Regions from separate parts of the Mus musculus genome. Here regions 1 and 3 are each linked to region 2. A link is a contact called in public HiChIP or PLAC-seq and capture Hi-C data. All regions are on one chromosome and are shown on one strand. Each heading gives the region's core, a stretch centred on a gene start, on an enhancer-like site or on the middle of the called end of the contact. The rest is flanking DNA. Distances are from core to core; before and after follow the strand shown.

Region 1 (2,700 bases), core at 196-2,695, 810 kb after region 2:
CAGCACCCGGGAGGTAGAGGCTTGTGTAATGCCTATGCGGGGAGTTTGAGGCCCAAAAGCTTCAAGTTTGTTGTGCTGAGCTGAACTCTTGAACATGGCAGTGGTCTGGCTCAGATGATAACCCTTTATACCACACAACTCCAAACCCAGAGAATGTGGTTCTGAGGATGGGACCTAGGGTTTGCCTGTTACCAGGCACTCGCCAACTAAGCTGTTTTTGGTTGTTGTTCGGTTTGCTTGGCATTTTGTGTGTGAGAATGGGAGTTGGTTTTGGGACAAACAGCAGTGTAGCACTGGCTGGCTTCAAAGATGCTCAGTAGCCAACCTTGACCTTGACCTTGACCTTGACCTCCTGATCCTCCCGAATCCTTCTACCACCTCACCAAGTGCCTTTGAAATGGAGAAGATTCAAACGCAAGAGTGACTAGACACGAGTTGAAGCTCTGCAAAGGTCACCACCACACACAAGCACACATGCACATACATGCACACACACATTCATTCACACACTCTCCCATACACTCACAAACACACACCACACAAGCTCGTACAGTCATCCAATCAGGAGAAAAGGCAGTGGAGGAAGGGTGAATGTAGATCCTTATTTTCCACTATCCAGACTTCAGTACTATTGGGGGATTTGAACCATTGACAGACTATTTGACTTGGTAGATTTTTTTTATTGAGAGCAATTTCATCAGGATGGCAAGGGCTGTGAAAAATACTACTCGCGGACAGGATTGGCTGCCAGAGCCACTGTGCATCCTCTCGAAAACCCAAAGCCACATCACTCTGGTCACACAGAACTCTCAGCACCAGGAAGGAGCAGCCACAGAGTGCCATGTGCCTGATGCCAGCGCCACCGTGTGGCAAAGGTTTGAAGCTTCCGTTCACTTGGACTGAAAGATTTTTGGCCCGTTCCTAAACTTACGAGATTGATACGTATTAGCAAAAATGTCAGACACATAGGGAAACTTAAAACACAACCCTGTATCACAGTTGTAAGATTTGAGTGTATTAATTTGGACAGAATAAGATAGCAACTGAGCCACAACCATCAGTCAAGGTGGAGGCCAATAAAGATTGTCCCCAGCTACATGATAGTCTAAGGCCACCCTGAGTTGCATTAAGACCCTGCCCCCCTCCCCAAAAAAAGAGATTAAAACAAATTTTAAATTGGGGTGGGGGGGGTGAATTGAGACAGGGTTTCTTTGTACAGCCCCGGCTGTACTGGAACTAGAGCTATAGACCTGGCTAGTCTTGAACTCAGAGATCCACCTGCCTCTGCCTTCTGGATGCTGGAATTAAAGGCTTAAGCCACCATACCTGGCAAACACACACACACACACACACACACACACACGTGCACACACCAAGCCCTACAGGATGGAGAGATGGCTCTGTGGTCATGAGCACTGGCTGTTCTTCCGGAGGAAGAGCTCAGCTTCTAGCACCCACTCGTGGTGGCTCACAACCATCTGTGACTCTAGTTCCAAGGGATCGCATGCTCTCTTCAGGCCTCAAGCACCACGCACACAGGTGCACATGCATACATACATACATACATACATACATACATACATACATACAAAGCCCTCATGCAGGCGGGCATCAACCCTTGGCTTGTGAGCTGCAGGGTACTCGGAACAGAACCCTGGGATCATCTTTTTAAGTGACAGACAGGAGGAGGCATGGTAGAGCAGAAGAGACAGGTTCAACTCTCACACTGCTGCATGGAGGACCAGAGGCTCCTCCTCTCAGGGTTAGAAAGTTTTCCCCTCCAGGACCATCTACTGGGGTTTTTATTGGTGGCTGGCTGGTCTGTTGTCTTTTTGAGACAGACCAGGCTTAAACTCCCGGTCCTTTTGCCTCCACCTCCCACACGCTGGGATTCTGGGGATGAGCCGCCACAGGACAACTTGCCCGCTTCCACTGCTAGGCAGAAGGTGGAGGCATCCTAACAGGTAGTGAGCAGACCGGAGTGAATGACGCTGTTGGAATGCCTGCTGTTGACATAGGCACGCCATCAAGGATGCCATCAAGGACGCCATCAAGGAGACAAAGCCTCCTTCGGTCTAATAACAATGTATGTTGGACATGCCCACCATAGCTCTCCCCTGCCAGGGCTTAACGCTCTAAGCAAGTACTCTGGCAACCTTCTCAGCCTGGTTTGTTCTTTTTCTAAATTAAACTGGGTTTCTGATGCCGCTGGGGGAAATAGCAAAACAAGATCTGCAGGCTCTTCCCTTAAAACTATTAAGTGTCACCACCAATGGCTCCAGCAGGAGCAAAGACCATTCCCTTGCCCCCGCACCCACAACTGACAACCAGGGCAAGTTTTCAAAGATGTGTATGTTTGAGCTAACTGCAGGATGACATTGTTCACCTTTATGATCTAGACAGCTGCTCTCTGCTCCGTTTGGAGTCCAGTCCATGGCTGTCCTCAGGAAGGATCCGATCCTAGGACAACCCAGTCCCTGCCTGCAAAGGACCTAGGTGCTGCCCCACCCACGTGGTGCCTGACCCAGCAGGTCTAGTGAAACCTGACAAGCCGAATTTCTAACAATTTTGCTATTCTGGGGCAACAACGACAAAGGTCAATGCAGATGGAGCACTGCATTATGTAGAGTGGGCTGAAGTCATGGTGCTAATTATCACACAGAACACCCCCTGTTCGGACCACTGGGAAAGTCAGACTAG
Region 2 (2,821 bases), core at 191-2,690:
TGACCCAGCTTGCCTTCTGGCCCCGTCACTGCATGTGACTGTGTTCAGACACGTGGCTGATTCACCTTCTGCTCTGGGGACCAGTGGATTCATTTCTATCATCACAGTGGACATTTGAAATTCTCTGGTCTTGTACAGAGCAGTTTGGCTTTCTGCACAGCATCCCTCTCTGCCTTCCACTTTGACAGTCACCAAGCCACCTGGAAAACTCCCTAAGCAAAGAGCCTTCCACACCAATAAAAGTTGGGTGGTTACCTCCAGCATAGCAAACAGATTGAGACTGGATATAAATCTTTCTTACTCCTCACACATGGAAATAAAGGCATGCTTTGTTGTTGTTGTTTTTTTGTTTTTTTGTTTTTTTTTCAGTTCTATGAAATATTACAGGGATGTTTTGGCCTCAAATTCGCAGGCATGTCAACATCAGACCGTCTGTACAGAAACTTGGGAGCCACCACAACATGAGCCTACTTCATCTAACTCTATGTTTGTGTCTACTGACATCCATTCGGGGACACAAACACTATTGATGGTCGCCTCCACTCACAGGTCAGGAAATGCTGACTGACTGATCTTCCCCTTGCTCCAGGGATGAAGGGACCCATATTCTTTGAAACCAATCTTATCGTACTGCTTGGGACAGTGGCATTGGGTCGTTTCTGAGATGGCTGACTGCTCCCCCACCCCCAATTCCCATCTGCTGGTATTCATATTCTTGTGTAATTCTTTCATCACGAATGGTAGATGGATGTACATGTTGCTATCAACAAATCAAATATGGTAAAAATGATAGGACATCCAGACCAAGACTAGGCTATCAAAAGCTGTGATTTCCCCTGCCGCTACTTTCCTTGGCTTGCTCTGATGACACCAGCTGCCTTGATTTCATCTGTCTGTGGAAAGTATCCTGTGGCAAGGCAAACAGTGCTATCCGGACAATGGCCCACGAGAAAGGGAAGCTCTGCCTGGAAACCAAAGCCTCTCACCTCAGCTGTACGACTGAGTGAAGCCATACTTGGGTCTCTGACTCACTGGAGCTGAGAGAGGAGGTAGGTGTTTTGTTTTACGCTATTGCATTTTGGGGGACATTTTCCTACAGCAATAGACAATAGAACAGGCATATCCTTAGTTCCAATCATTGGTGTCTGAGTCTTCATGTTCAGGATCCAGCCAATGGAAGGCCTCTGGTGGGAAAAGAGAGAGAGGCCAGGTGAAAGGGAAGCTTACTGTCTGTCACAAAGAAGACAGGGGAGCGGTTGCTCTCTTACATGGTCACCCTTACCTCAAAAGATGGTGGCTTCCTTCTCACACATGAAAAGAAACATTTCTTAGCATTTAGTGCTCTACTTCAGCAGGCCTAATGTGTTCAGAGATCTCGGCTTAGGACCCTCCCTGCAGAAACCTTGGCAGCACCCTGCTGTAAAACAACATCTCTATTCAAGTCTGTTACCGGTCCCTTTGGCTATGCAAATGTTTGGGTCAATCCTTTCCACTTAAGACATCCATTGAATCCCACCCCTCCCATCTGGATTTCCTAAGCCACTTTCCTTTTGTCCTTTGCATCTCCTAAAGACTTCCAGCTGTCCCAAACCACAGCTAGGGCTGAGGATCAAACCCCCAAGGGTCCAAGGGAGGACTTGGCTCTGAACTTTCTCCTAAACGACATAATTTTTAAGCATGTTTATTATAGCTTTCCAGGAGAAGAGGAGAAGAGATGTTCTTTAGTTTGTGAGCACAGGTTAAAAAGTAATTGAGACTAAATAAGTAAAAAAAAAACCACCTTCAATCAAAGAAACATTCTGTAAGCTGAAATATTGTGTGTTTGTGTGATGGCGCGTGTATATCTTCATACAGAAAACGTCACTATCGTTAGGAAATGTCACGCAAAATAACAAACACACCTTTTTCAATCTGGTTATAAATATGCAGAATGGAGTTTATTTTACGAAAGCGTTACACGCTTCCAACTGATGATATATCAATAAAGCTCTCGCTCCGAGATGTCATTAAAGCCGCATTTGTTCATTTCTATTTATTACGGGGGGGAAAACAAAATGAAAAAAGTGGGTTTGAGTCATATTTCCTGTGAGTTCATCATCTGCTGGCACATAACACTTGTGAATTTTATTCAATTCATTTAAAATGATTTCTAACATGCAGCCAGAAAGTTAAGGGCGTCAAGGAATGCAAAAGAATCAGCAGCCATCCAAGATTTCTCAGGAGACAGATTCAGAATCGCAACGAAGGGAGCTTTTCCTTAAGGAGCTGTGTCTTAGAAAAATTACCTCTGATGAACCAGGATGCTTCCTCAGACACTCGGCTCATTTGTGTTTTGATATCAGGAGGCTCCAATGACCTTCTGAAGGTTGATATTTTTCTCCTTTCTATTTTTCTTATGAATAGGTCAGACACGAGCCAGGATCTATGACTTTCCTTCCGAACACACAGTTCTTCTTGTTTATTCCCTAGATGTGTGATTACAAAGAAGTCAGCTAGGTGAGAGTGCTGGGGGCAGGCGGTGAATCTTCATCCAGAATTTGAACAAAGCCTATCAGGGGCTGAGCCCACGCAGGTAGATACTCAGAAGTGGATTTTAAAAGAGGAAAAGCCAACAGCCAGCAAATCAAAGCAGGGCGAGAAGAGACCTCACCTCCTTTTCAGCAATCTCTCAATTGTCCCAGAGTTGAAATTCTAGAAAAAATATTTTCTCTATACTTTTTCTATTTGAGGATACTCTTATAGAGGGCAGGTAGCCTTGCCAGGCAGTGGTGGCACACACCTTTAACCCCTGCACTTGGGAGGCAGAGGCAGGCAGATTTCT
Region 3 (2,995 bases), core at 254-2,753, 750 kb after region 2:
TCATCTTCAAACTAAACCTTACATTTTGTGTAACACACACACACACACACACACACACACACACACACACACACTGCCTCCAAGCCTTAGCTCCTTTTTTAAAAGGGGGTGGGGGAGCCTACATCCTTCTTCCTTTATTTATTGATTACAATCCGTGCGGGGGAGTGCAGGCTCAGAAGACAGCTTGTGTGATTTAGTTTTCCCCTTCTCAGGGATCTTCTCCCATCAGGGATTGAACACGTGTCCTCGGGTTTGTTGGCAAGCCCCTTTACCTGCTGAGCCATCTCATGGGCCCTCATTTCTCTTTTTAATCACTGCCCCCCTTGCTCCTTTGGAGCGGAATGAATTGCCGGTAAGGAATGTGTCTGCCAGGAGGCCCCTATCTGAGCCTAGAGACTGACAAGTCTCAGTTACCTGAAGCTTGAACTGAAGTAACACACCGGAGCGGAGGGTTGTCCTGCCGTGCACACCAGGCCTCCTGTCCTGGAATACTAATGTGCCTGTGTTGGATGTGACAAAAATCAGGAGGAGTGGGAGAGAAACTTAAAAAGTAAGGAACTTTCTAGAATGTAACCGCCACCGACCCTGCGGTGTGGAATAATTGTCAAATTGTCAAATGTGTGCATAAACACATAAATAAGATGAATTTATTTTCATTATTCATCTTCTATGCTCTTTCCCTTATTTATGTTTTAAACAACAGTTACAGTAAATGTAACATTTTTAAAGGGGGTGGGGGGCTAGAGAACCTGCCATGGACAGAGAGATGATCAAGAAGCCCTGGTGTACCCCAAATCCTGTTTCTTCTTTACAGTCAGCAAAATAAAATAAAATAAAATAAAATAAAATAAGCCTTAACTGGAGTCGCACTCCATTCCCATGTGGGTGGCAGGTGCTGGTTTATTGCGAAATGTCACAAAATCAGAATGTCACAGAGTGAGACACGAACTGGTGGGAACTGTTTTCCCAGACTGGCTACCCAATTCCTCAGAGACGCAGGGGTCCCCCTGGCTAAGCCTAATTCTGAGCACTCTTGAATCACTAGTGATGTAAATTAGCCAGGGTGACCTGTCTGGCCAACCTGGCACTCAGAGTCCCAGACCCCTATGAGGCTGGTGCCATGTCTGACCACAAAGGCTGGGAGCATGAGTCACCAGCCTCCAGGAGCGGGATCCAGAGAACCTCAGTTGCCAGCACAAGGATACTAATGCACTGAGCAGTGAAAGCGAGCAATGAAAGCCATCAGGCCCAGCTACTACTGAAGGAACAACTGGCGTTAGCTTCGGACCTAGAGAAAGCCACGGCCTGCCACACACATGCACTGCGCAGTGCAGGGAAGTCCTCTGAGCTACTGGCTCAAGGGGCAGGCACAGCCCCACATGGCTCCCATTCCTCTGCCAGTGGAGAGGAAGACTTCACAAAAACCCAACGTTTACAATCTACACCCTCCAGTTTCTCACCAAAGTCTTCTCTTTCTGAGGCTGGGCTTGACCACGTGGGTTGCATTGGCCAATCAGATGTGAGCAATTGTGTCAGCCAGGTTCCTCAGAAGGTATTTGCTCCTCTGTGGTTGCAGTTGGAGGGCGCACAGGCCAGGAGGGTGTGGGGTGGGGAGCAGACCCCAATTCTACTGTCTCTGTTGGCTATTCGTGCCACTCAAGCCTTGGGCTCCCTTTGTATACTTTGTAAACCCCTGCGTTTGTTCTTCGGGCTGTTCTAAGAGGCACTAGTTTGCTTTTCCGTTGCTGTGGCAAAATACCATGACAAAAAGCAACGCAGACCATTCCGGTAGGGAGCAGGGCACCAAGCAGTAGGCACCGTGGCAGGAACGAGAGGCTGAGAGATTACATCTTCAACCACGTGCAGAAAGAGGAGAACGGAAGTGGGACAAGGACATAAACTCTCAAAGCCCACCTCCCAGTGATGTATTTCCTCTAGCAAAGCTCATGTCCTAAAACAGTGCCACCAACTGGAGACTCTGGGTTCAAATGCATGCACCTCTACCACTGGAGAGATCTCTGGAGGTGGGGCAGGACTGATGACTCAGCGGTTAACAGCGGGGGGGGGGGGGGGGGGGGGGGGGGGGTTCTATTGCCAAGAACCGAGGTTCAATTCCCAGCATCCACACCAGGGAGTTCACAGCCGTTCCTAGGGGTCCAACGCCCCCATCTGGCCTCCATGGGCACTGCACACACGGTGCACATGCATAACACTCAGGCACGTGTGCACACATATAAAATAAGAGGACATCTAGAGGGGAGTGAAACTACACCAGAGGTTTGCAAAGGACACTTTGTAAATGCCACACTGTTACACAAGTGTCCACTGGAGACTCGGAGCTAGTCTCCCAGTGCCAGGGGACACTGTATAGATCAGATCGCAAAAACACTGCCTGAGGGAAACTCGAAGCCAGTCCCCCATTTTGCTGAGGTCAGACCCCAAGCCTCAACCTCCCTTGGGCTTCCTGGGTCCCCTGGGTAAATTCTTCTTGGCTCTTCTGGCCCGTTTCCTAGGTAGGCTGACAAAAGGGAAGAGTGGTCCTTGGTGATAGGTTCCCCTGTTGCTTGATGACTCTCATTGCATCCAACAGCTCTTTAAAAGTTCCTATATTGAAATATTTGACTTACAGAGGGGAAAGCAGATGCAAGCACACATGGAAAGTTCAAAAGAGAGACAGATGGAAAAGCAGTGGAGAGGCTTGTCACTGCTGTGGGAGGCCACCCTGCCACAGGCTTTGTCACTGCTGTGGGAGACCACCCTACCACAGTCTAACGACCAAAGCCAAGAAATCGGTGCTGACAGTCTAGCCACCAAACTTCAGAACATGTTTGAATGTTCCCACTTCTTAGTCATTTTCTTTGCTTTCCTAGGACCTAACTCAGGATTTCAGGTTAGATTTAGCGGCCACAGCTACTTGGTCCTTACCACTAAGTCTTCCCATGTTGTGCTGTATTCTGTTCTGATCGGTTAATTTAATATTTCATGTTGTGTGTGG

What was found. HiChIP or PLAC-seq counts read pairs in DNA pulled down with a chosen protein or histone mark. Capture Hi-C pulls out chosen DNA fragments and counts their contacts.
Region 1: an H3K27ac HiChIP or PLAC-seq map of embryonic stem cells shows a contact between it and region 2, with 6 times the contacts expected there. The contact joins two enhancer-like sites. A contact is called at or near these places in 2 of 484 Hi-C or Micro-C datasets (embryonic stem cells and nephron progenitors), 3 of 115 datasets of contacts at active chromatin or transcription factors (differentiating embryonic stem cells and embryonic stem cells) and 1 of 9 other capture datasets (embryonic stem cells).
Region 3: a capture Hi-C map of embryonic stem cells shows a contact between it and region 2, with 6 times the contacts expected there. The contact joins two enhancer-like sites. A contact is called at or near these places in 1 of 484 Hi-C or Micro-C datasets (myocytes), 4 of 115 datasets of contacts at active chromatin or transcription factors (embryonic basal ganglia, embryonic stem cells and stem cell-derived neural progenitor cells) and 1 of 9 other capture datasets (embryonic stem cells).

Annotation. Positions count from the first base shown.
Region 1 is chr2:170,103,201-170,105,900 of GRCm38.p6, forward strand. No RefSeq gene overlaps it. Among named protein-coding and RNA genes, the nearest start is that of Zfp217, 27 kb to the right of the region's middle. Within about 2 kb of position 1,446, at least 10 of the 459 cell types and tissues checked have an H3K27ac peak or open chromatin away from gene starts, as enhancers often do. A contact at or near this core is called in embryonic stem cells, where this site is marked.
Region 2 is chr2:169,292,106-169,294,926 of GRCm38.p6, forward strand. No RefSeq gene overlaps it. Among named protein-coding and RNA genes, the nearest start is that of Gm46788, 4.9 kb to the right of the region's middle. Within about 2 kb of position 1,441, at least 4 of the 459 cell types and tissues checked have an H3K27ac peak or open chromatin away from gene starts, as enhancers often do. A contact at or near this core is called in embryonic stem cells, where this site is marked.
Region 3 is chr2:170,041,513-170,044,507 of GRCm38.p6, forward strand. It overlaps a transcript of Tshz2 not described here. Among named protein-coding and RNA genes, the nearest start is that of A630075F10Rik, 28 kb to the right of the region's middle. Within about 2 kb of position 1,504, at least 24 of the 459 cell types and tissues checked have an H3K27ac peak or open chromatin away from gene starts, as enhancers often do. A contact at or near this core is called in embryonic stem cells, where this site is marked.